5 separate regions of the Mus musculus genome follow, and regions 2, 3, 4 and 5 are each linked to region 1. Evidence: chromatin contacts called from public ChIA-PET and Hi-C data. All regions are on one chromosome and are shown on one strand. The core of a region is the stretch at or near the end of the contact, and the rest is flanking DNA. Distances in the headings are between cores, read along the strand shown. Region 1 overlaps Sgk1 (serum/glucocorticoid regulated kinase 1). Region 2 has its middle 42 kb from the start of Aldh8a1. Region 3 has its middle 91 kb from the start of Aldh8a1. Region 4 overlaps Gm33945 (a long non-coding RNA gene). Region 5 overlaps 1700020N01Rik (RIKEN cDNA 1700020N01 gene).

Region 1 (4,675 bases), core at 1,237-3,736:
AAAATACTAACTGTTCTTTATACTGCATACCAATGTCAATTTCTATAGATGCTATTCTTCAGACAGGGTCTTGATAGGTAATCTAGACTAGCCTCTAATTCACATCCTCCTGCCTCAGAGTATTGAGATGACGTACACGAGCCCCTTAGCCCAACGCAAAGACTGGTAGACATCTAAGAGAAACAATGTACTTCTTCCTCAGCATATTAGGAGCTATTGGAACGAGGACCTTAATTTGCCTCTGATATTGGAGACAGAGCCAAGAGTACCAATAGAGACCCTAAATAGACAAATACTCCACCCTATTGCCAGGAGTCCAGCCCTACTCCAAGATAGCATCATGGTCAGCATGGTCAGCCCTACTCCAAGATAGCATCATGGTCAGCACGATTGGATGAGCCTTGGAAGCTGTCTTAGGACAGTTCCATTGGAAAATCCCAGGGGACACAGGGAGCATGGCCTTAGAAATATGGACTTTCAGGGGAGGCAAGTTCTATAGGGGCTACCACTGAAATGAGCCTGGTCTTGTCTCCTCATACACGGCTTATAAGACTGATGGTCACTACCATACATGGACAGGGGCAAGGAGCAGGATCCCTGTGGCTCTGGTCCTATGGACAGTGCCTGTAACAGACTTTCTCCAACTTATACTACCTTTAACGCCCTCAGTGTCTCCCAAGTCACTGGTTCTCAAATGCAGGCCTTCTTTGAAGATCCAGCCATTCAGAGAAAATGAAACAACTGAGCCTTCATCGGACTAACAGAGGAAGCATGTGGAATTGGGGCTGGGCCCATAGCTAGAACTTCCAGTTCAGTAGGTGGGGTCAGAGTTTGGAACTGAATTTCTGTGATACTTCCTGGGGAAGGGACCACACCTTTGAAAGCCACCAAATAGTCTTTCTTTGGTTCCTGTGGTTCACCTCTGTGTCTCTGCCCCTCCCTGATCAACTGAAACCCAGCTTTGGTTTGGCTTGGGTTTTTTTGTTTTGTTTTTTTTTTTTTTTTTTTTTTTCAGTTCTGATAACCCTTTTCTCCAACTGAACTTCTTTTCTTTCTTTCCCACAGGGCTAAGTTGTCAGGTGACTATTTGCTAATCTGATTAACTGCTTTGAATGTGTCTCAAACCTTACATACCAACTGGTAAAAGTAGGCCACTTCAAATCCTGCTTGTCTGTAGTCCCATAGATCCCGTGTGGGTATGTATGCATATGCTGCACCAGTTAACTGCTTCTGAGCCTCTAACACCACGTCTGTTAGGTTGCTGTGCACAGTCAGACTTGCTGGTGATACTTGGTAGCATCCTTGGATGCTCTAGGTCAGTGATTCTCAACCTGTAGGTTGAGACCCATGGGGCTGCACATCAGATATTTACATTATAATTCATAACAGAAGCAGAACTATGAAATAGCAACGAAACAATGTTATGGTTGGGGGGAGGGGTAGAGGGTGGGTCACCACAACACCAGGAACTGCAGCATTAAGGAACTGCAGCATGTAGAAAGTTGAGAACTGCTGCTATAGCTATTTTCAAAGGCTGTATCTCCAAATACATTAATTATCAGGGAATGTGGAGATCATTTCCAAACACAGGAATCCGGGGAGATGCATTTGATCTACAACCTTCTGAGAATACTTTGGGAGGAATTTGGCCATAAGACATTCAGCTGAGCCCTCTGACAGGTCGTCAGCTTGGAGGCCAACAGGAACAGGCAGGGCTGGAGGAAGCAGTGACATGAGAAAGAAGTAGAGAGGAACCTGGAGAGAGAGCCATTAAAGCCACACCCTTTCCGAAGCAAAGCTTACAAGCAAAGCTTACAAGCACAGGTACTGTAAGTGGCAGAGAGGTGCTTCTAACATTCTGTGGTAAGGTCCCTCACACAAGAAGGAGTCATTGGAACAAGGGCTGAATAGGCCATGAGACAGCCACTAAACCAAGGGAAGACTGTCATAAGATGGGGTGTTAGGAAGTGCTAAGCATTTTTTTCTCCTACTGTAAAAGCTTCATGTCTTTGGCACTGTCCATAGGATCTAATTTTGTTTTAAAGATTTATCTATTTATTTTATGTATATGAGTACACTGTTGCTCTCTTCAGACTCAGTAGAAGAGGGCATCAGATCTCATTACAGATGGTTGTGAGCCACCATGCGGTTGCTGGGAATTGAACTCAGGACCTCTGGAAGAGCAGTCAGTGCTCTTAACTGCTGAGGCATCTCTCCAGCCCCCTAATTTTGTTTTATAAGCCATGCATGTACACACACATACACACACACACACACACACACACACACACACACACACACAGTAGTGTGCATATGGAAGTCAGAGGACACTTTGCTGGAGTCTATTCTCTCCTTTCACCATGAGGGGCTGAGAGATTAAACTCTGTCGTGGAAGTGACAAGCACTTTACCCTTCAGCCCTCTCTCTGGCTCTGTATTCAATACATCTAAGCCAACACTGGGAAGTTTCCATCAGTAAGGAAACCACAGTTTACTTCCTTACTCACAAACCCTTGTAGGTGCTAGGCAGAGCAGAGCGGCAGAGCCTGCAGTAACTACAAAGGCCCTTTGGATATCAGTTTCATTTCAACTTTAACCTCTGAGTTTTTCCACAGACCCCATGTGAAGCCACAAAGATCCTCTTGTCCTGCTGTGACTCTGCAGTCGGAGGTCTTGTTTTGGAAACAGACACCTGCCTGAGTCGAGTCTGAGGCAGCAGTGGCTGAGCCCGTTTGCCAGGCTACTCCACAGGTCCCATGCTCTCAGCCTTCCCAGCCCAGGGAGAAAACTATGTCTTAGTTTTACTGTGGAGTTCTGGCTGTGTCTTTTAGAAGGGGAAGTGGGGTTGGGGGGGGGGGAGCAGCCTGTTAAAATTGCAAAGTATGATTTTAGAAAACGTTCAGAAAATGTCAATGAATTTAAGCAGAACTCAGTCTTTACCGTGGACAAATGAATATTCCTTGAGGGGCTGTCTAGATAAATAATTGAACCCACGTTCACTACTGAGAAGTGCACAGTCTGGCGAGAAGTGTGCTTCCCATAGGGATAGCATGTGAAACTCAGAAATCATTTTATAGATTCTGCACTGAATAAAGGAAAAGGGAAAATGAAAATAATTAGCTGGGTTTTGTTTGTTTGTTTGTTTTGTTTTGTTTTTTGAGACAGGGTATCATTATGTTGCTCTGCTGTCCTAGAACTTGATACAGAGACCAGGCTGGCCTCAAATTCACAGAGATCTGCCTGCCTCTGCCAGCAGAAAACTGATTTCAATGATGTAATTGACTCAACTCAATATACCCCCAGATCTATACTCTCAAATATACTCCAGATAAAACTGCTAGCAGTATATTTTATGTTAATTTAAGGTTTTATTTTAGTTAGTTTAGAGTTTTGTACTATGTTGTGTCCGGCCAGCAGATCACAACATGGGTTTTAGCCTGGAAAGACATTTTGGAAACCTGGAAGAGAAGAGGGGCTAGGTGGCGAGATAAAGAAATGTAGCTAAGACAGTCATTCTGATCAAAGTTCAATTTTACTGTTCCGCACGCAATTATAAAGCAGGGGAAGGGGGCCCGATTCCCGCCAATTAGTCTTGGGGTCCAATAGCAGGGTGACCACATGCACGGCTCCAAACAGCAAAGCGGCAGGTTCCAGCAGTGGGCATGGTAGAACGATTGAGCAGGAAGCTCCACCCCTGAGCAAGCAGGTTTCAGGCTGGGGGAGGGGAGACTACATCTCCTCCCTTTTGTTAACAAAAAAAATAAAATAATAAAAAAAAAAAAGAAAAAGCTGGCCTGAGGCAAAAAATTTATCTATGCTTAATAGTTCTGTCTGAATTTTAGGGCTAAGGAAGAACATCAGGCTGATAGGTCTCCCTATAATGAAAATCTCACTGTACTTTAGATGTACAGCGCCCACAAGACCACATCCTGTTTACAGGCTACTCTGCTCTCTGTACCAACTAGTTTTGTGTGTGAAGGTGACACAACCTAGAATCACCAGAGAGGAAGGAGCCTCAGTTGAGGAAATGCCTTCATGAGATCCAGCTATAAGGCATTTTCTCAATAAATGATTAATGGGGGGAGGGCTCAAGCCATTATGGGTGGTGCCATCCCTGGACTGTTAGTCCTGAGTTCTATAAGAAAGCAGGCTGTGCAAGCCAGGGAGAGCAAGCCAGTAAGCAGCATTCCTCCATGGCCTCCAAATCAGCTCAGGATCTTTTCCCTGTTTTGAGTTCCTGTCCTGAATTCCTTTAATAATGAATAGCAACTATGGAAGTGTAAGCCAAAGAAACCCTTTCCTCCTCTTCTTGCTTTTTGGTCATGATGCTTTGTTGCAGCAATAGAAACCCTAACTAATACACTCTTCAAATGTAGCCTCTAGTTTTGGTCTCTCTGCTTTAGATACATAAGTCTATATGTCACCTTCCAGACATTACTGATATCTTCCCACCTGGGGCATGCCCTGCCTAGAATCTGTGTGTGTTGGCCACATTATGTCTAACACCTGGCAGATGATAAACACATAGTTCTCAATGAGTACAGTATATTTGAAGGAAGGCAGGCAGGAAGGCAGGAAGGAAAGAATGATTTAGGACAGGGAGGAAGAAGAGGAGTTGATAGTGAGCCCATTGCTGAGGACTGTGGGCATCAGACCAAGACTTGTAATGAATTCTG
Region 2 (4,675 bases), core at 974-3,473, 490 kb after region 1:
TCTGGCATCTTCTAACATTGAGACTGAGACTGGTTCTTGTCACATCGCAATTAGTGGCAGAGACCTTACTAACTGGCAGGGTCAACGCCAAGACAGTATGGGATAATGGCCGCACCGATTATACTCGCCAGGAGGTAGATTTGTGATAATAAATGAAAACCAGTGCCCAGCATGAGAGATGTTAAACTCAAAGTGGAAAACAAATCGCAATCTGGTTATTTAAAATGCTTGCCCATGGAGTGGGGGAAGAAAGCAAGAGAGGGAGTAAAGGGAAGGGAGAAGAGATGACACAAGAAGAGAGGCAGGGGAGGAAAGGGGAGGGGAAGAGAGAGGAGGGGCGAGAACAAAATGTTACAGAGAACCAGCGCCACCTGTTGGGGAGAAGTGGTGCTACATCTGGTAAGTAAAAAAAAATGTGTGCCACTCTTGTCTGCTATCTCGTGTTCTCCCTGAGCTAGCCTCAATGATGTGTACCACGAGAGCTCACTTAGTCAGACTGCACACAGCCAGGCTTACAGGTTCCATGCCATTTAACTCAGATCCTATTAATCAACCTGCCCCTGACCTGACCAAGTCTCCTTTGAGAGCGAGAGACTTCAACCCTTGGGGGAAGGCTTCTGGCATTTCTGAGTTTTGTTAAACTCAAGGTACTGTATAGACAGGTTTGCGCACGCGCTGTGCCACGCCCTCCTTTTCTCGAAACTCAGACACTTGGGACGAAAAACAGACCAATCAAGTAGCAATTTTAAAAAGTGCCAGTCAACAAACAAAATGTGACCCCCAAATGGTGTGGACAGGACTAGAGAACGTTGTGTGGAAGTACATATGGCAAAATGATGACGTTTGGATGGCGTTCAGTGCTGAGAGAAATCTCAGCAAACACACAACACTCGTGGTAAGGAAAAAAAAAATGTGCTCTTGCTTTTGGTAAGGAAGAAATGGCCCGTGCTTGAAGGGCCACCCGGAAGAGCGATTTAACCTGAGTAGGGCTTTTTCAGAGAATAGCTTGAGATAAGGGAGGAAAGGGAAGTTGAAACGCAGGCCGACCATTGAATAAAGGCAAAGATAAGGTTACTCGGTTTAAAGGCGTTGAAGATTCTGGGAAAGAAAACAAAGCACCATAAACCGTATCCTAGGCTAACTTAGCTGCCAGTTATAAGCAGAAGAAAGTGGCTGTAAGGTAGGAAAATATACCCCAAAGCAAAAGAGAGGTTTAAGACCACAGGTATGTAATTGAAATCAGAAAAGAAATCTGGCTCTTTGATACATTTTCGTGTTGATGAGTATACTAATAAGACATTTCTAAATATTAAGCCAAGGGAGCGCCTTCAATGAGGAATTGAAGAGGATGAAGAGAAAACGCCAGAAAAGGATTCAGACGCAAAGCCCAGGAAAAACAAAGCAGGGGGTTAAAGATGGCAGTGAACAAGGCTTCAGAAATGACTTGGTTAAATTTCATAATATCTTACAAATAATTCATAATAAATAAATAAACTAATGGATTATTTAACTTTCTGGCATAGCAAAGGGTGGGCAGCTCCCCCTCTCAGGACACTAAGAATATGTGTGGCGACCTTATAAAAAGCCTGCTTGCTTCAGGGCCTTATCCAGTGCGCAAGACTGGTCAGGGGTTTGCAAGCGCTCTGATGTACATCTCAGAGCTCACTCATTGTCCCCAACACATTTTTTATTCTAAGGTTAAATCACTACGCTCATTTTACACCAATGTTTTTCTGTAAGTGAGGGTGCAAACTCTAAATTGCTAAAACTGCCCCAGGAATCAAAGCTCCAAACCGGATGATAATCCCTCCCTCCGAGTGCTTGGTTCATGGAGCACACAAAGCCTGGAGAAGTGCAGTCTTGTTCTGTGCTGGACTTGAGTAAAGCAAGGATTTGTTTGTTTGTTTGTTTGTTTTTATTGGAAGCTCAAGTAAACAAGGTCTCCTTGGTCCTGTATTTGTTCGCTTTGATTGTACTGATACCAAATGGGGCCTATATTTTATCTTATTTCCTATAACTACAGTTCTCAGTGTTCTGATAAAATGCCTGACAGAAATGTCTCAAGGAACGACAAAGTTATTTTGACTCACAGTTTGAAGATGCAATCCACCCTGGCAGGGAACACACAGGTCAGGAGCGTGAAGCGGAAGTTCACAGTGTGCCTGCGGCGTGAAGCGGAAGTTCACAGTGTGCCTGCAGCGTGAAGCGGAAGTTCACAGTGTGCCTGCAGCAAAGGTCGAGAGCCGTGAATGCGGGTGCTGATTGTTTTGTGCTTTACTCAGCTCAGGATGGCAGCCTCTGATGTGGTTCAACCTCCACTCGGGGTGGGACTTCCGTCCTCCGTTAACCTCTCTGGAAACAGCCTGACTGATACAGTCAGTGGGCTCTTTCTGGGTATTTCTCAATCCAGCCAATACAATGACAGAGATTACAGATCACACCTGCGTTTAGAATCTCCTCTTCTTGTTCTTATTCCACACTGGTTCTGATACCTGATGTTCATCAGGAAGTATTTGGTAGGTAAATAATGAGTTTCCAATGTTCAATTATGTCAACGGGTATATTAAACCTGACCAGTGCACCATATCAGTTAGGGATGCTTCAGCCAGTGAGTAACAGAAGACTTCTCACACAAAAGTCTGAACATGGAAGCAGAAGGCCCTGGGCTCGCCTTGCTGCTCAATGACATCCCGGGAGACCATAGCTCACACCATCTTTTCATACCCATAATACTTAGCAGACGCTTTCATCCTGGTTCTTTGCTCTTGGTCACAGTGTGCCTGTTTCGCCTGCAATATCAGGGTATGCTCCAGGGGGGAGCAAGGGATGCCAGCAAGGCTTGTCTCTCCTCTATAAGGAAAGAAAGAACTTTTCCAGAAGCATCCCTAAGCATTCTCTGTGTTGTCTCATTGGCTAAAACTGGACCCCACAACCATTCCTAAACCAGTTGCCAACTTTTGAACATCATATAACTCACCCTAGTTGAAATTGGTAAATTAGTTTAGGATAATCATTTGTCAATCACAGAATCCAAGGGTATATTCTACACCCCTGAAACCAAAGAAGCCAAGCAAATGGGATTCCATTGGCTTGGAAACAAGGATAGATGTAGGCTAATAACAGAAAATGCCTTTTATTATGTATTTTTGGGTGAGCAAGTATTTGTATATCTCTAGTCAAGGTCACTAAGCCATATGTAGACTTTACTAGTAGACCCTAAACATGACCTGTTTTCCTGTCCAACAGCATTGCTTAATTTCCACCATGAACCTAGAAAGGGAATTTAGAGCTGGAGATATAGCTCAGTGAAATAACATTAATAACATTAAAATTTCAGCATCACACACACACACACACACACACACACTTACATACATACACTCAAACACATACTCACACACATATACATACACACACTCAGACACACATACACACACTCATACACATATATACATTCACATGCACACATACACACTTGCACACACATTAATATGCACATGTACACTCACTTTTACACTCACACATGCACACAAAGTCCGGAGGGGTGGAGATGGCATAGATGCCTGGCTGATTTGATTAATTCACTGGTATCTGGCAGTTTCGTGTCTTCCCCTTATGTTCTGTGCTTGGCTTTCCACAGAAATGTGAATGTTTAGGGCTTTGCTCATGCCTTATCCACACCCACATCAAAAAACCTAGCACAGCAATTGGTATGAACTCAATAAATATGTTTTTAAATAAGTTCAAGCTATGGATGGATTAAACAGAATGTTACAAATGTAATTACTCTGGCTCAGAGAGAAAAACTTCCTGGAGACTTTTATGGTTATGACTGACACTGAGAAGTTTGGTTGTTTATTATCTGAAGAACTATAGAGTGTCGATACATATTTTTTAAGTATTCAACATCCTCAGCTATCAAGGAAGTACAAATGAAAACTCTCGTGATTCCATTTTACCCTAGTCAGACTGGCTATTATCATCAAGAATTACAAACGCTGGTGAGGGTCTGGGGGAAGGGGAATCCGTATTCACTGTTGCTAGGAGGGTAACCGGATGCAGTCGCTGTGGAAATCAGTGTGGACGCTTCTCTAAAGACAAAAGTTAGAACCACCATATGACCGAGCTCTATCACTCTGAGACATATAGGACTATATACCTGTCTTAATCAAGACTGCATTGCTGCAACAAAATGACCATGAGCAAAAAGCAGGTTGGGGAGGGAAGGGTTAATTCAGTTTATAAGTCCACATTGCTGTTTATCACTGAAGGAATTCAGGTCAAGAACTCAAGCAGGGTGGGAACTTGGAGGCAGGAGCTGATGCAGAGGCCATGGAGGGGTGCTGCTTGCTGGCTTGCTCCTCCTGGCTTGCTCAGCCTGCTTTGTTATAGACCCCAGGACCACCAGCCCAGGGATGGCACCACCCACAATGTCCTGGACCCTCCCTCACTGATCACTAATTGGGAAAATGCCTTACAGCTGGATCTCATGGAAGCGTTTCCTCAACTGAGGCTCCTTCCTCTCTGATGACTCCAGCATGTGTTAAGTTCACACTAAACCAGCCAGTACAATACCCTATCGTACTGCAGGGATGTCTACATGTGCATGCTTATTACTGCTGTATCCATAACAGCAAGGGAGTGAAATCAGCCTATCTGGTCATCAGCAGATGAA
Region 3 (4,675 bases), core at 565-3,064, 440 kb after region 1:
GAGTGCTTAAAGCACAAAGCATCAGAGGAAAAGGAGAAAGCTAAGAGGAGGGGGGTAGGTAGAGAAGAGAAGGGGGAAGAGGAGGAAGTGGGGAGGGCAGGAAGAAGAGGAGGAGGGGAAGGAGGGGGGAGGGAAGAAGGAGGAGGAGGAGGAAGAAGAAGAGAAACCTTGATAAAAACGGATTACTGAGCTCTGATCTTGGATAAAACTGGATTACCAGTGGCTGAACTTTGTACCCTGCACTGTCCCACACTAAGCTACTTGGCAAGCACCCAGCATCTCAGTTGCTAAAAGACTGAGAGTGTGCCACCTCAGTCCTGTCCCCTTCTAGCCCCCAGTGTCTCATTTTGATACCTGCAATAATGACCCACACTAGTCTCACCTTAAACTCATTCCAACAAAGGGCTATGATGTCCACTCTGCTTAAAGTATTCCTGGTGTTACATAGTAGAAAGTGCTGGTTTCACAGATTGCTGTCTGCTCTAGTTTTCTTTATGTTGTTGTGATTAAAAACACACTGACCAAAAGCAACTTGGGAGAGTAAAAGGTTTGTTTCATTTTAGGGGTTACAGTCCATCACTGAGAAAGTCAGGGCAGGAACTTGAGCAAGACTTTGAGGTAAAAACCATCAGGTGATGCTATTTGCTGGCTTGCTGGACATACGTTTAGCTAGAGTTCTTTCTTTTTTAACAAGAAATATTTTCGTGCAATGTGTTTCTCCTCTGACTCCTCTCAGATCCTCCATATCTCCTTTCCCACCCAACGTAAATGCTTTTTCCCTCCCTCTCTCTTTCAAAAGAACCAAAAGCAAAGCAAACAAAATCCTCAAAAATGAAAATCAAAACAAACAAGCAAAGGACCAAAAAGATGGAAAAAAAAAAAAGCCAAAACAAAAAGTCAACAAAAAATATCTATTGACTTTGTTTTGTCAACTACTCCCGGGCATGGGTCTATCCTGGAGTGTGGTTGAGATACTTACTCAGTGGAATTCCACTGGAGAAAAACTGAGGGTTTTTTTTCCCTTTGCCAGTGGGTATCAGCTGCAAAGAGGTTCTTGGCTAGGGGTGGGACCCTAGATCTCCTTTCCTGTCTCATGCTGTGATTCCATTAGCTATCTCTCTTATATAGTCCAGAACTGCCTGTCTGTGGAATGGTGTTACCCACAGCGGCCTGGGTCATCCTGTTAGACATGCCCAAAGACCAACATGATAAAGACAATTACTCAATTGAGATTTTTTTTTCCAGGTAATTGTAGGCTGCCAAGTTGACGATTAATTCTAACTAGGACACTAACCGTTGTGTGTGTGTGTGTGTGTGTGTGTGTGTGTGTGTGTGTGAAATCCTCTCCTCTCCAGACAGCTTAGTCTTTATCATCTCTTGAACTCTCCTTAGGCTTTGCAGACAGGCCCATGCTTTAAGTATATATAAGTTTTGGCTAACACAAGGTTCTGCTGATCTCTGCTCACTTTCCATTCAATTAATGGTAATATGTTCTGGGCATCATAAGCCATGCGGACCCACGCAGCCCTGCAAAGAGGTGTCGGAGCCTTAGACCCAGGACGGCGGTGCTTGGTCAGTGTTAGGTCTTCCCCACCTGACTTGTCATTAGTGAACAATGATAAACAGCCCCATGACACCCAGCTCTGTAGACTTCCCGTGGCCTCCTGGATGAACGTGGGGCATTATCACCTAGCTCAGAAAAATAACCTTACTGATGACTGACTATATTTCCACACATCTCTAGCTGGAGTACACAGAAATGGCACCTGAACTGCCAGGTGTTTCCTCTAAGCATGTCCCAGGGGCATCGTAAACTCCTACGCTGATCCTTCAGTCTCCTTTCCCAAGGGACCGACACCCACTGAACAGCAGTGAACTCAAACAGCTTCTCCCTTTGTCTTCGCTGTTTGTTACTGTGATAAAAACTGTGACCAAAAACAACTGTGAAGGGTTCGACGTACGCGACCCAATTACTGTTCATTACTGTGGGAAGTCAGGACAGGAACTCAGGCAGGGCGGGAACCTGGAGGCAGAAACCGAAGCAGAGACCATGGTGGTGCTTACTGGCTTGCTTTCCATGGCTTGTCTGTCCAGCTTGATTTCTTAAACAACTCAGGACCACCTGTCCAGGGTTATGCTGCACATGTTAACAATTAACCAAGAAAATGTCTTCAGACTTGCCTAAAGGCAATCTGATGGAGGTGGATTCTCCACTGAGGTTCCTCTTACCAGATAACTGTAGCTTGTGCCAAGTTGACAAAAAAAAAAAATAAAACAAAATAAGACCTAACTAGGACACCATCTCTCGGAAATCAACCTGTCTTGTGGCTCATAAGATTTGGGTCTAGATTCATAAACCCGTGGCTCTTTCCCCAGGCCCCAACAGCCAATTGTTTAAAACTTTTTTATTCTGTTCCCCTTAAGGGAAGGGGACCAGGCCAGGAGACAGGTTTCTCTTCTCCCCAGGTCCCCCTGCACCAGCTGAAACAAGGCTGTCACCTTAAAAGCCCAGCTCACATGCTCAAGAGAAATGTTACCAAGGACACACAAATTTCCTGGATCATTTTCAATTACTGAGGGAAGGTGCCAGCTGTTAAAGAAAACTAAAAAAAAAAAAAAAAAAAAAAAAAAAAAAAACCAAAATACCCACAAAGGCTGTGAGATCTTTTCATTCCCGCTCTTGAGGTAATTTGTTCTGATTACAACTATTTCAGAAGACAAGATTACACACCAGGGAAGCACAGAGATGAAGAAAGGGAAAGCTCTCCCCTGCTGAGGCTGCACCAGCTCAGCGCCTTGTTTGGAAGCAAAGGCCAAATTCCCATTCCACATTAATGAAACCTTGTTAGCTGTGAACACTGGAGCTGAACTGAGCTAGTGAGAGAGATGCTGGGCCATCGGTACAGGGGAGAGGGGTGGGGCAGAGGAGAGAGGGGTGGGGGCAGAGGGGAGAGAGGCAGGGGGCAGAGAGGAGAGGGGCAGAGGAGAGAGGGGTGGGGGCAGAGGGAGAAGGGTGGGGGCAGAGGGGAGAGAGGCAGGGGGCAAAGAGGAGAGGGGCAGAGGAGAGAGGGGTGGGGGCAGAGGGAGAGGGGTGGGGGCAGAGGGGAGAGGGGCAAGGGGCAGAGAGGAGAGGGGCAGAGGAGAGAGGGGTGGGGGCAGAGGGAGAGGGGTGGGGGCAGAGGGGAGAGAGGAGAGGGGCAGAGGAGAGAGGGGTGGGGGCAGAGGGAGAGGGGTGGGGGCAGAGGGGAGAGAGGCAGGGGGCAGAGAGGAGAGGGGCAGAGGGGAGAGGGATGGGGGCAGAGGGGAGAGAGGCAGGGGACAGAGAGGAGAGGGGCAGAGGGGAGAGGGATGGGGGCAGAGGGGAGAGAGGCAGGGGGCAGAGGGGAGAGGGGTGGGGGCAAAGGGGAGAGAGGCAGGGGGCAAAGGGGACAGGGGTGGGGGCAGAGGGGAGAGGGATAGGGGCAGAGGGGAGAGGGGTGGGGGCAGAAGGGAGAGAGGCGGGGGGGGGGCAGAGGGGAGAGGGGTGGGGGCAGAGGGGAGAGGGGTGGGGGCAGAGGGGAAAGGGGTGGGGGCAGAGGGGAGAGAGGCAGGGGGCAGAGGGGAGAGGAGTGGGGGGCTGGTGCATTTGGAGATTATTGCTATTTTTATCTTCTTAAAGAATGGGAACTTTAATATTTATTAAAAATAAAACTTTTACCATTACATTAGATGAAGAAAAGACAAAGTTGAAATCCAACATCACTTAAATGGAAAAAAAAAAAAAAACCACGAACCAGGATTGCAAAGTAGTAGACTTAAATATCTGTGCTTTCAAATTTTCTCTACCCCATCCCAGATTCATGTTGCCAAATTTCTTTAGATTTCTCCAAGTCTCTCCTCCTATTGAGGTGGCATTTTCATGGTAGGCTACGGGTGGGCAATCTTGTTTACAAGGGGCATCTGGTTCTTACAAATCCTGTAAGACAGAGCAGACAATCAACCTTCCAGCTGGCCAAGGGAAAACAGCCTGTCTGCACTGAACAGATCCAGGCTCCATTAATGACTAGCATCAAGAAGAGACAAGGAACGCTGGCCCAGAAATGTACGCAGCAACATGATTGGCCCCACTGCTGTATTCTTGCCTTGGCATAACAACCACAGGATGGAAAACATCTGGAGCAAGCCACCCTTCTTGGATCTCTGCTAGAGATGAAGGCAGGAAACAGCTCACACCGGAGCTAGGTGTCCGTGTCCATCAGTGATCACAAGAGGTTTAAGCAAGCAGAACTCCTGTGTGAAATTCCATAACTCACACAAGGAAGCCCAGGGTCCAGCTGACCCAGAGCCAAGAAGAAAGTTCTAGAACTAAAGAGGTATGGTTGCAGAACAGCTTTTCCCTCTGGTGAACGGTCTGTGAAACCTCTAAGACTCTCCATAGCTCTACCCTCGCTGAGCACATAACTGAGGTCTTACATGGGAACTGTGTAGGAAGCTCAAGAACATGCCAGTGCATACAGGTGTGCCAGTGTTCATCCGATCCTTGCCCAGTGTGTTTTCAGTCTAATTATCTAACTGAGATTTGGTTGAGGAGTGGCACTTGTGTGCAAGTGTCTGCTTGTTTGCTTATATAAAAAGGCAGAACGTGCCCAGCCTTAGCATTTTAAAGTTATAGATGCATATAAGAAAAGTAAATGGA
Region 4 (4,675 bases), core at 1,482-3,981, 350 kb after region 1:
TGGATAGAGAGGAAAGGGGGCAATGCTATTGTTAGAATACTTCCTGCTAATTAAGGGTGTTGAGTTCCTTGGGGCAAGTTCGATCTTCAACATCAAGGATATTTAATTTTTAGTTCTTTGCACACAACTACTTAACACACCACAACCAACAGCAACCAACCTACCTCTACTTCTCAGGGCCCTGGCATTTATATACTCTTTGAAAAGTTCCCAGAATTCCACACAGTTGCAGAATCTATCACTGACAAAAATCACACCCCTATTAGAGCATGAGGCAAATCATAGTCAATTTGCCTTGTGCTTATCTGAAGCAATCAGATCTGAAGCAGGCCCTATCCCACACATGGGATTAAAATGAAACTATATTGCCATATTTCTTTGATTTAAAAAGCAAAACAAAAATAAACCAAGCAACTAACCAACCAAACAACTCCAAACTTAGGTAAGTTACCCGCAGAAAGGTTATTTAGAATTAGATGATTTAATTAATGCATGATGAGTGCCCTGCTTAGAGACAGTAGTCAGGAATCGAACGCATTCAGCTCTGCTCTTCAGAAAGTCTCATCATTGGTAAACAGGAAGATCAAATCACGTGTCTTCTTCACTTTCACTCTTTTGTGTTCAGAGTGGTCCTGAATTCCCACAAGTTAATGGAATGAGAACAATGTTACCAATTACCTTTAGTTTGTAATCAATGTCCTGTCTAGCTCTGTATTCTGTGGGGGCTCTAAAGGATGCTGTGAGCTTATTCTCAAGTGTAACTCCAGTCTGTGACCTATGGGAAGCCTGTGCCAGGCGTCTGAGGTCTGAATCAACAATTTGTCATTACCACCTGCCCTACTATGTTCCCAAGAGGAGCACTGCCAGGATAATGAATCCTTCAAGGCAGTTGAACAAATGGCTGTTTCTGGTTCTCTACATACTTCCCTAGTGTTTGTCTTGGTAAATGAGAGAGGTTCTCTGCACCCTTGGATTTTCATTTCCTGTGCTCTCTTCTCCTGATAAATTGAGAGGGTTTTCCTGAAATGAGATATGACAGCCTCCATGGAGACGAAGCAGGGGTCCAGAAACCCAAGACATAGTTTTCTTTGCATTGAGTGACAGTTCCATGCCACAGGGTGATGTTGAAGTATGGTTACTGCTCTGAGCAGAGATGGCTCTGTTGGACTCCTGCCCTCTGTCTGCCAGCAGAAACTCCTTGCAGGCAATGTGGACTAGGAAAATCAACAATCCAAGATCCACAGGTCCCAGAAATATCCTGAGAGTGGGAGGGAGATGGAGCAGCAAGCATCTAAGCATTTCTTGTGCCTGTTCCTTCCTTTCCTTCATATCCTATTCAAATTCCTCTCATACACTTATTAGGGTAGAACAGTGAAATTAACCCACCACTCGATGTGTCCTGAGTGGGAGTGCAGGAAATGCCTGATTCTCACTGGATTAGTCCTACATTTCTGGTCCAAAGCATACTTGCTTTCCAAAGAAGGAATGTGTTTCAGCCAATGTGACGGTGTGATCATATTTAGGAGATGTGATTGACAATAACATGCTATATAAGTTTGGAGGGTGGAATTGTTCCATCTGTGCATTTTAAGAGATCTGTGCTTGAACACAAGGATCACTGAACACCAAGAATAGCATTATGCCCTTTCTTGTGACTGGCTTCGGTGAACTTAGTCACCTGGGGCCTGCCATATCTGGAGTAGCGCATGAGCTCAGGGTAGTGTTCCACATTTTCTCTCACACCTACAACCTGCTGTCATTACCTGTCCTGATGTTATTAAAACCTTCTGTTCTCTAGCCAGTCCTTCCCTTCTGTAATGCTCATGCTGTTTTTCAAGGCATGGGATGTCTACCCTCAAGGTGGATTTCTCTGGAAAACATCCTGATGTGACTCCCTGCCAAGGATCTGTCCAACATCCTGTTGCATACTGGAGAAATCTGATGCTCACTTGATGACTCTCTGTCTTTCCATACCACATGACTCTGGCCTCATTATACCTAATTACATTACACCTTGTTCTCAGAACACAGTAAGCCACTTTCTGCCTTCACATTAACTCCCATGGCACCAGCTCCACCTTGATACCTCTTGTCCCACCCCCATTCCCTGGAAAAAGCAATATTTTTCTCCTAATCCTGCCTTCAAGTGTTGCAGCTCTGAGGGAAAAGGTATCCTGGTAGTAGAAAGCCAAGGAATGTCACAAAGCCACACCACAAAATAAATATCACACAAGAGATGTATTGGGAGAGACTGAAGAGTGTGGGTGCTTTCCCCAGTGTTCCGTCGTAGCAGTGAGAAAAAACAGGTAATACAACTTCACATGTGAGAAACTGAAAACCAAAACATTCCACAAGGGGCTCTGATCAGTCAAGACAACCAGAGCATCGAGGACTCTGGGAAAGGAATGCCCGGGAGGAGCCGAGTTTTCAGACCACTGCCCTCAGAGACAGGGTCTAGACTCCCAAATGTCGCTTCTGACTACAGTACAGTCTGTGGCCTTGTTTGCTTCTTCACCAACTTCATCCAATAAGCTACGTTCTCAGGACAATTCACAGTGGCTCTATCTGGCAATGAAAGGTCTACAGTGCTGTTCTATCACAGCACACGGTGGCTGGAAGCTCCTCTCCACATGCTCCCTCTGTAGTCCATTTCCACCCCCACCCGTGTTCTCAGCCTCCACTGTCATCTATTTGTGGCTGCTGCTCCGGAAGCCGTTAATCACCCTGCGTGTCTGGTGGCTGGTTTATGGCTCAGACGTGAACCCTCTGATGTATCCTCAGCACCGTTGGTGGTACAGCAGCCTCCGCTGCCTTGCTCTTTCCTCTACGCGCGTAAAAATGTGCAACTCCGAAGACAACGAACGTCCTGATCTCTTCAGAGAGAAATGAACTTGTCCTACCGGCAGCCATTTTCCTCCCAGGTTCTGTATTTCTGTATTTAAAACCACATGCTATAAGATCAGCTGCTGTGCATGCCTGCTGAGTAAACTCCGGTGGGGATACTAAAACCCGCGGCTCCTACTTCTCAAGGAATGACTAGGTTAGGATGTGCACATGGGTCTCAGCACCCCATGCATTCCAAGGACAATTGTCGCAGAACTGAACCATAACACTGAATAGTCCTGTGTTATAAGAATTATGGTTTTGATTGGAAAAGTAGGTTAATACATTACTTACATTTCTATCCAGATTTTTAGGACAAATAAACATCTATTAAAATAAATAAATTTTTTTTTCTCTTCTTCTCATTGTACACTACTTACCTAAAACACACACCCGTGCACACACATCACATACAAATAAAAGATTCCCTTGAAACCAAGAATTTGCCATATGGGGGACTGTGGGAGGGTGGGGATTCAAATAGTTTAAAAATAAACTGTAATGCTTTAGCCTTGGGGCATCTATGGATAATAGCATGGCAATCTGCTGAGGAAGAGAAGTTCACCGTTATCTCTTGTATCCCTCAAACATCTCTTCTGAAAGCACAAGTCAGGATGTCTTTATATGTAAAATAAATCACAATTCTGTAGGAGAAAGCCACTCACTGCAAAGTTAGCTACCTGAACACACACTTTCACAAGGCTGCTTAAAGCTGAATTAAATTTTATTTGATGTTGGTTCCTTTTTACTGTATAGGCTTAGATGAAATGACCGCATGATCCAAACATACTCCAGATTTTTCACTTCCACTTATATTTTAAAATGCATGTTGTAATTGATTGCTTCACAATTTCAAAACGGTAGAATATATTTTGATCATTCTCACCTGTTCTCTCCTCTTCCCCACTCCCTCTGAACTACCCCTTCTTTCTAATGTGTTCCTATTTTCCTGCCTGAGTTTAATTACATTGATTGCTCCCATTGGCATGGGTGAGTGGTTATTTATTTGATCATGGACAACTTAGCAGTGGCTAAAATTATAAGGAAAATTAATCCCCCTCCTTCCCACTGGTTTTACCACCAACAGGGCCTCAGGAGGGCTGGAAGCTCATGAGCCTCACTTTCTCTGATTTCTGCTGACAGTGAAGGGCTGGATGCTGTCTAAGTCTTTAGCAAGTAAGGACAGTCAGGGTGCAAAGGCCAGCGTGTGTCCAGCAGCATCCCTCATCCTCCAGCTCCTCCTTCATCCTGCTTCCCTCATCCTCCAGCTCCTCCATCCTTCCTGCATCCCTCATCCTCCAGCTCCTCTATCCTGTCTGCATCCTCCTCTCTCCCTTTTATTTTTACTCACCAAAAGACAGCCTCTTTATCTTCCGGCATGAATGACCAGCATAGCACTGAATAAAGCACAAAGGACAGCGTACACTGATATTTGTCTCAATTTGTTGAAACCCTTAAGCAAATCATGTTATTTAATAACCAAGGAAATACAAAGACCACCTCTTCTAAGACAGGTCAGGTGTAGGAATAAAACCAGAGAGGGGAGATTAAATGCTGACCCACGTGTGAACAGCTTACACCAAAATCCTGACCATTGCTCGTCAGGCTCTCTCCATCTAAAGCTCGAGTCAGCCTGCGGCTGCTTGGCTCTGAATAGACCACCTTTAAAAAAGCCACCTTTCATCCTCTTCACCTGAGGAGAGTATGAGCCATTGAACAGGTGAGCTACCAAACAGAAGATTTAGCACGTGCAAGCATATGACGACTCTCAATCTTTCTCTTATACTTGCTG
Region 5 (4,675 bases), core at 1,287-3,786, 290 kb after region 1:
TTGTGAAGAATACTGGCGCCTTATATAAATGAAGACAGATCTTTCACTTCCTCAGCAGAATTTAATTTCCTCTATGAAGTCTTCTCAATTCCTTCTCTAAATATTGATGGATGGGCCCGAGGTCATATGTTTATCTTTCTGGAGCAAATACGGCCATGATGGATAAACTCGAGTTCCTGGAAAATAGAGAAAAATGTGAGCAAAGAGATAAATAACATGTAGAACCTGCACTCCCGTTCCTACAGTAGCATTTATCCATCTAGACAATGAAGGGCTATTTGCACCCAGTACTAATGGTCCCAGAAGCTAGAGACTCAGTAGTCACCAACAGAGGCAGGAAGATGTCATCCTCAGGGAGCTTGTGTGCCACATTCTGTCAGGGTCACTGAGCCAGCTCTCTGTGCCTCCCTCCCACGAAATTCAAATGGCATCTCTGTCTGCTGATCGTCAGGAAAAATCATGCTCACCGGCCCTGTGATGTATACTTAGAGGCTCTGGCACTGAGTTTTATGTGTACTTCTTTAATAGCTATTGATTGGTTTTGGTAGGAACGAGGGTTGAACCCAAGGCCTTGAATACACAAGGCAAATGTTCTACAGCTAAGCTACATCCCAAGTCTCTAGCTTTTTATTGTGAAATGATTGCTCAGACATTTCAGAGAAGAGACAGATGGTCTAGGGTACCCTTCAGCCAGCTGTCTCTAATTGCAAAATTTTATATAAGTCTCATTTATCAAGGCTAAGAAACAGATCTTAGTACACTATCATTGCCTGGAAGGCAGGCCATATTTAGATTTGAACCCACACTCCTTAATGATTAATCAAAACTCTTCAGCTCCTTAAGCTTTTAGTACCTTCTTAGTTTAAAAAAAAAGTTTTTTTTTTCTCTCTTAAGACTTGAAGATCAAGACCTTTTTATGGCTTGAATGTATTCCCCAAAAGTTCATGAGTGGAAAATTTATGTCAGTGTTACGTTGCTCTGATTCTCTATTTTCTCCTGACAATCAGTGTCTTCCCTAAAGTCACTTGATTTCTAGCCAGACAAGCCTAAGAATGGTCCATGACTTCAAGCTGTCCCGGCAAGCCAGCCCCCAGGTAGATGCTCCTCCTCTTACACTGTTGTGTTACTGTTAAGTCCTAACACTGGGGCACACGTAGCATTGGGTGCCTGCAATCCCGACACTTAGCTAAGGTGGGAGTGTGCTACCCTGGGCTACATAGTGGCACCTAGCCTCAAAAAAAAAGTACAATTTCAACCTTGCATCACACCCAAACTCTGCACTGGTTCTCCATCTAGAATGCTTAGCCCCGACCTTCAGCTGACCCCTGGCATCATTTTACAGCTCCCCCTGCTTGGCAGGCGATCTACCTACCGTGTCTTCTCCCATCGTGCTCTGTAGCAGTACCACACCCTTTCTGTTCTCATCTTTCTATCCACGCTACACAGTCACTGTATCCCCTTAAATAGCCAGGTCAGTGTAAAGGGGATGAAGCTGCTACAAGTAAGGATGGTGGTGTTGGTCTTCCACTATTCATGGCCCTATGCAGTGTCCTCTCTTCACCAGATTTCACAGTCACCACAGTACTCTAGGTATTAACAGGTGACTCTCAAAGTGAGGATATAAAAGAAGTGGAGGCATCTTGCCTTGTCAACTTAGGTTAGGAAGAGGCCATGAGGTCACATAAGCCATTCTGTATGGAGAACTTTATTTTTGGAGGGGCAGGGGGACAGGATCTCAATGTTAAGTTCAGGCTGGCATGAAATTCACTATGTAGACCAGGCTAGCTTCAAACTCACAGACACTTGCCTCACCGACACCTAACGGCTAGGACTCAAGGCATGCACCACCCTGACTGGTTTTACACAAGCCACTCCGTGGAGAAGACCACAGAGAGGAATGAGGACCCCTGGCACACACTAGTATACAAGGCAAGTGACAGAACCACCTTGAAAGGGGAACCCAGGAAAATCACTTAAAAAAAAAAAAGATTTATTTTATGTGTATGAATACACTGTACACTGGAGCTGTCTTCAGACACACCAGAAGAGGGCATCAGATCCCATTACAGATGGTTGTGAGCCACCATGTGGTTGCTGGGAATTAAACTCAGGACCTCTGGAAGAGCAGTCAGTGCTCTTAACCACTGAGCCATCTCTCTAGCCCCTGTATCCAAATTTCTAATTGAGATAGCTGTGTTCTGATAGAATTCTCATTTTATGATTGCTGTAATTCTATATGTGTGCACACAAACACAGACACACAGGCACTTACATATACACATATCAGAAACATGGGGAAATCTGGGGTGTGGGGTTCTCAGCACATGGCAACAGAACCTTGAGTTAGTCATCAGAGCTGTTTACAAATACTCCTGTTGCTCCTCTGGACACATCCTAGAAGTCAGCTGCCACACCCCTTTACTTTTAAACCAAAGTGTGGTCACTTGCTTTTGACAATGGCGTAGATGTGAAGAGACAGCGCATGTGCAATGCCTGGCAGTGTTCAAGCTAGCACACACTTCACTAAGTTTCCTTTTGACTCTGGGGCCCTGAGAGGCTGAGCAGAGTTTGCTGCTGATGTGCATGAGGCACGAACACAGGAGAATGAATGCTTGCTGTATAAAGACAATGAACTTAGAAAAAGCATACTGCTATCTAGCTTCTCCTAACAGACACCGCTATAATAATATCCTAGCTAATTAAGAGTACATCTCCTTAGGTTTAGAAGTCCCTGGTATCCTGTAAGGAATACTTGAGAGAGAGAGAGAGAGAGAGAGAGAGAGAGAGAGAGAGAGAGAGAGAGAGAGAGTGATGTCATCTACAGAGTTAAACAAGCATTTCTGATGTCTGTGTCATCCTGGGCATGAATTCCAGTGCTAGGAGAAGCAGCTGGAGATGCCTGCCTTTGTTTTCATTCTCTAAGTGGGAGATCAATAGTTGGCCGAGGACTGCACTTTCATTTTCAGTTTTAAAACTTGGACTAAATTTAGAGTATACTTTGAATCTCTGAGCATCCTCTGGACTACTAAAGGCTACAAACTAGGCAGAATACTACCTAAGTGTGAATGTTCAACATTACTTGAAAGATATAATAAAGTGTATGTTCTCTTGGTGGTGGTAAAATAAAATTATGAAATGTTTACAAGAAATTAACATCATTATATTTCTTCTCTCATCACTATATATTAACTAATAAGTATGTTATGACAGGTCACTATTGTTAATTTCCTATTAACCTAGGTAACTTGTATAGTGTTGACCTAGAAAAAAATGGCAGAATTCTATTTATGTTAAAATGGGTTTTTTTTAAGAGTTTTTGTATAGTATTACATAATTTTATATACCTGTGTGTGTGTGTGTGTGTGTGTGTGTGTGTGTGCGTGCGCACACACACATGTACGCATGTGTTCAAGTAAAGAAAGAAAGGTTAGGGGCTGGTGAGATGGCTCAGTGGGTTAGAGCACCCGATTGCTCTTCCGAAGGTCCAGAGTTCAAATCCCAGCAACCACATGGTGGCTCACAACCATCCGTAACAAGATCTGACTCCCTCTTCTGGAGTGTCTGAAGACAGCTACAGTGTACTTACATATAATAAATAAATAAATCTTTAAAAAAAAAAAAAAGAAAGAAAGGTTAGACAGGGTCTCACTATATAATCTAGGATGGCCTCAAATTCTCTTGCCTAACACATATTGCTGACAGATAAGATTATGATCTTGAGTCACCATGCCTAGCACACATCTTAAATAAAAGCCTTATGAAAACTTCTCAAGTGTTTCAACACTGTACCTGTTGACCTATTGCTACAGAGGGGAATTACAAAGGAAGGCAAACATGCTAAACAACAGAACAGGATACTGTGGGTGTCATCCATATGCCTATATCAGTCTCCTTATCTACATCTTTTTGGAAAACTTGCAAGACCCCTTAGAAACTCTTAGCACTCTGAAGACTCGCTGAGCTAGGCCTTGCTGGTTCAGACTGCTTGGTATAGTTTGCTTTTCTGTTGCTATGATGATGTACTGAGACCAAAAGCAACATGAGAAAGAAGTTTACTTGGCTCACACAGCACATGACAGTCCATCACAGAGTGGAGCCAAGGCAGGAGCTCAAGGCAGGAGCTTGAAGCACAAACCACAGAGCAGTGCAGCTTACTGGCTTGCTCTTCACAGCTTCCTCGTCATGCTTTTTGACACGAACCAAAGCCACCTACCCAGGGATGCCAGAGTCCACGGTGGACTGGACACTCCAACATCAAGAAAATTCTCTACAGACGTGCCACAGGCCAGTTTGATAGAGACAAGTTTTCAATTGAGATTCCTTCTTCCCAGGTGAGTCTAGCTGATGAAGACTTATCAACACACTGCAGTAATACAGTTATAATACAGATACTTGAAGAGAAGATACTCATTTCTCAAAGTTTTGGGGTTGGAAATCCAGGATCATGGTGTTGCCATGGTCAGGTTCTGGTGACTAATTCCTTTCTGACTTTTAAGCAGCTGTCGAAAAACTGTATATACAAATAGTTTTTCTTTGATGGGTATGTGGAGACAGAAAACCTCTTGTCTCTTTAAGCCAACTGATCCAACCATGAAAGCAACATCCTTATGACCTAATTTAAGCCTGAGCACTTCCCAAAGGCTCCATCTCTGCACACCATCACAGAGAGGGGCAA

What was found. A called contact is a pair of places that touch in the nucleus more often than the background predicts. ChIA-PET counts read pairs in DNA pulled down with a chosen protein or histone mark.
Region 2: a contact with region 1 is called in an RNA polymerase II ChIA-PET map of memory CD8 T cells, with 28 read pairs. The contact joins two enhancer-like sites. A contact is called at or near these places in 3 of 39 promoter capture datasets (the HPC-7 cell line, cranial neural crest and second pharyngeal arch cranial neural crest), 3 of 115 datasets of contacts at active chromatin or transcription factors (T-cell acute lymphoblastic leukemia, large pre-B cells and memory CD8 T cells) and 1 of 9 other capture datasets (embryonic stem cells).
Region 3: a Hi-C map of pro-B cells shows a contact between it and region 1, with 1.9 times the contacts expected there. The contact joins two enhancer-like sites. A contact is called at or near these places in 3 of 15 datasets of contacts at CTCF or cohesin (the NIH/3T3 cell line and large pre-B cells), 8 of 484 Hi-C or Micro-C datasets (CD4 T cells, LSK cells, Th17 cells and 5 more), 13 of 115 datasets of contacts at active chromatin or transcription factors (CD8 T cells, T-cell acute lymphoblastic leukemia, acute myeloid leukemia and 9 more) and 1 of 9 other capture datasets (embryonic stem cells).
Region 4: an RNA polymerase II ChIA-PET map of memory CD8 T cells shows a contact between it and region 1, with 8 times the contacts expected there. The contact joins two enhancer-like sites. A contact is called at or near these places in 1 of 484 Hi-C or Micro-C datasets (bone marrow-derived macrophages) and 3 of 115 datasets of contacts at active chromatin or transcription factors (cardiomyocytes, large pre-B cells and memory CD8 T cells).
Region 5: a contact with region 1 is called in an RNA polymerase II ChIA-PET map of memory CD8 T cells, with 44 read pairs. The contact joins two enhancer-like sites. A contact is called at or near these places in 2 of 484 Hi-C or Micro-C datasets (bone marrow-derived macrophages and macrophages), 5 of 115 datasets of contacts at active chromatin or transcription factors (acute myeloid leukemia, cardiomyocytes, large pre-B cells and 2 more) and 2 of 9 other capture datasets (adipose tissue and liver).

The regions. Positions count from the first base shown.
Region 1 is chr10:21,905,087-21,909,761 of GRCm38.p6, reverse strand. The region is part of intron 1 of Sgk1 (serum/glucocorticoid regulated kinase 1); the gene reads right to left. Among named protein-coding and RNA genes, the nearest start is that of Gm46215, 25 kb to the right of the region's middle. Within about 2 kb of position 2,486, at least 95 of the 459 cell types and tissues checked have an H3K27ac peak or open chromatin away from gene starts, as enhancers often do. A contact at or near this core is called in T-cell acute lymphoblastic leukemia, bone marrow-derived macrophages, memory CD8 T cells and 1 more, where this site is marked.
Region 2 is chr10:21,416,934-21,421,608 of GRCm38.p6, reverse strand. No RefSeq gene overlaps it. Among named protein-coding and RNA genes, the nearest start is that of Aldh8a1, 42 kb to the right of the region's middle. Within about 2 kb of position 2,223, at least 34 of the 459 cell types and tissues checked have an H3K27ac peak or open chromatin away from gene starts, as enhancers often do. A contact at or near this core is called in T-cell acute lymphoblastic leukemia and memory CD8 T cells, where this site is marked.
Region 3 is chr10:21,465,745-21,470,419 of GRCm38.p6, reverse strand. No RefSeq gene overlaps it. Among named protein-coding and RNA genes, the nearest start is that of Aldh8a1, 91 kb to the right of the region's middle. Within about 2 kb of position 1,814, at least 20 of the 459 cell types and tissues checked have an H3K27ac peak or open chromatin away from gene starts, as enhancers often do. A contact at or near this core is called in pro-B cells, where this site is marked.
Region 4 is chr10:21,557,992-21,562,666 of GRCm38.p6, reverse strand. Gm33945 (a long non-coding RNA gene) reads left to right here. Exons shown (of 5, transcript XR_871483.2): 5 at 1,839-3,196. Among named protein-coding and RNA genes, the nearest start is that of Gm33892, 11 kb to the left of the region's middle. Within about 2 kb of position 2,731, at least 40 of the 459 cell types and tissues checked have an H3K27ac peak or open chromatin away from gene starts, as enhancers often do. A contact at or near this core is called in bone marrow-derived macrophages and memory CD8 T cells, where this site is marked.
Region 5 is chr10:21,617,147-21,621,821 of GRCm38.p6, reverse strand. It overlaps 1700020N01Rik (RIKEN cDNA 1700020N01 gene), which reads right to left. Exons shown (of 3, transcript NR_027968.1): 3 at 1-176. Among named protein-coding and RNA genes, the nearest start is that of 1700020N01Rik, 26 kb to the right of the region's middle. RefSeq lists an enhancer at 1-1,121. Within about 2 kb of position 2,536, at least 53 of the 459 cell types and tissues checked have an H3K27ac peak or open chromatin away from gene starts, as enhancers often do. A contact at or near this core is called in memory CD8 T cells, where this site is marked.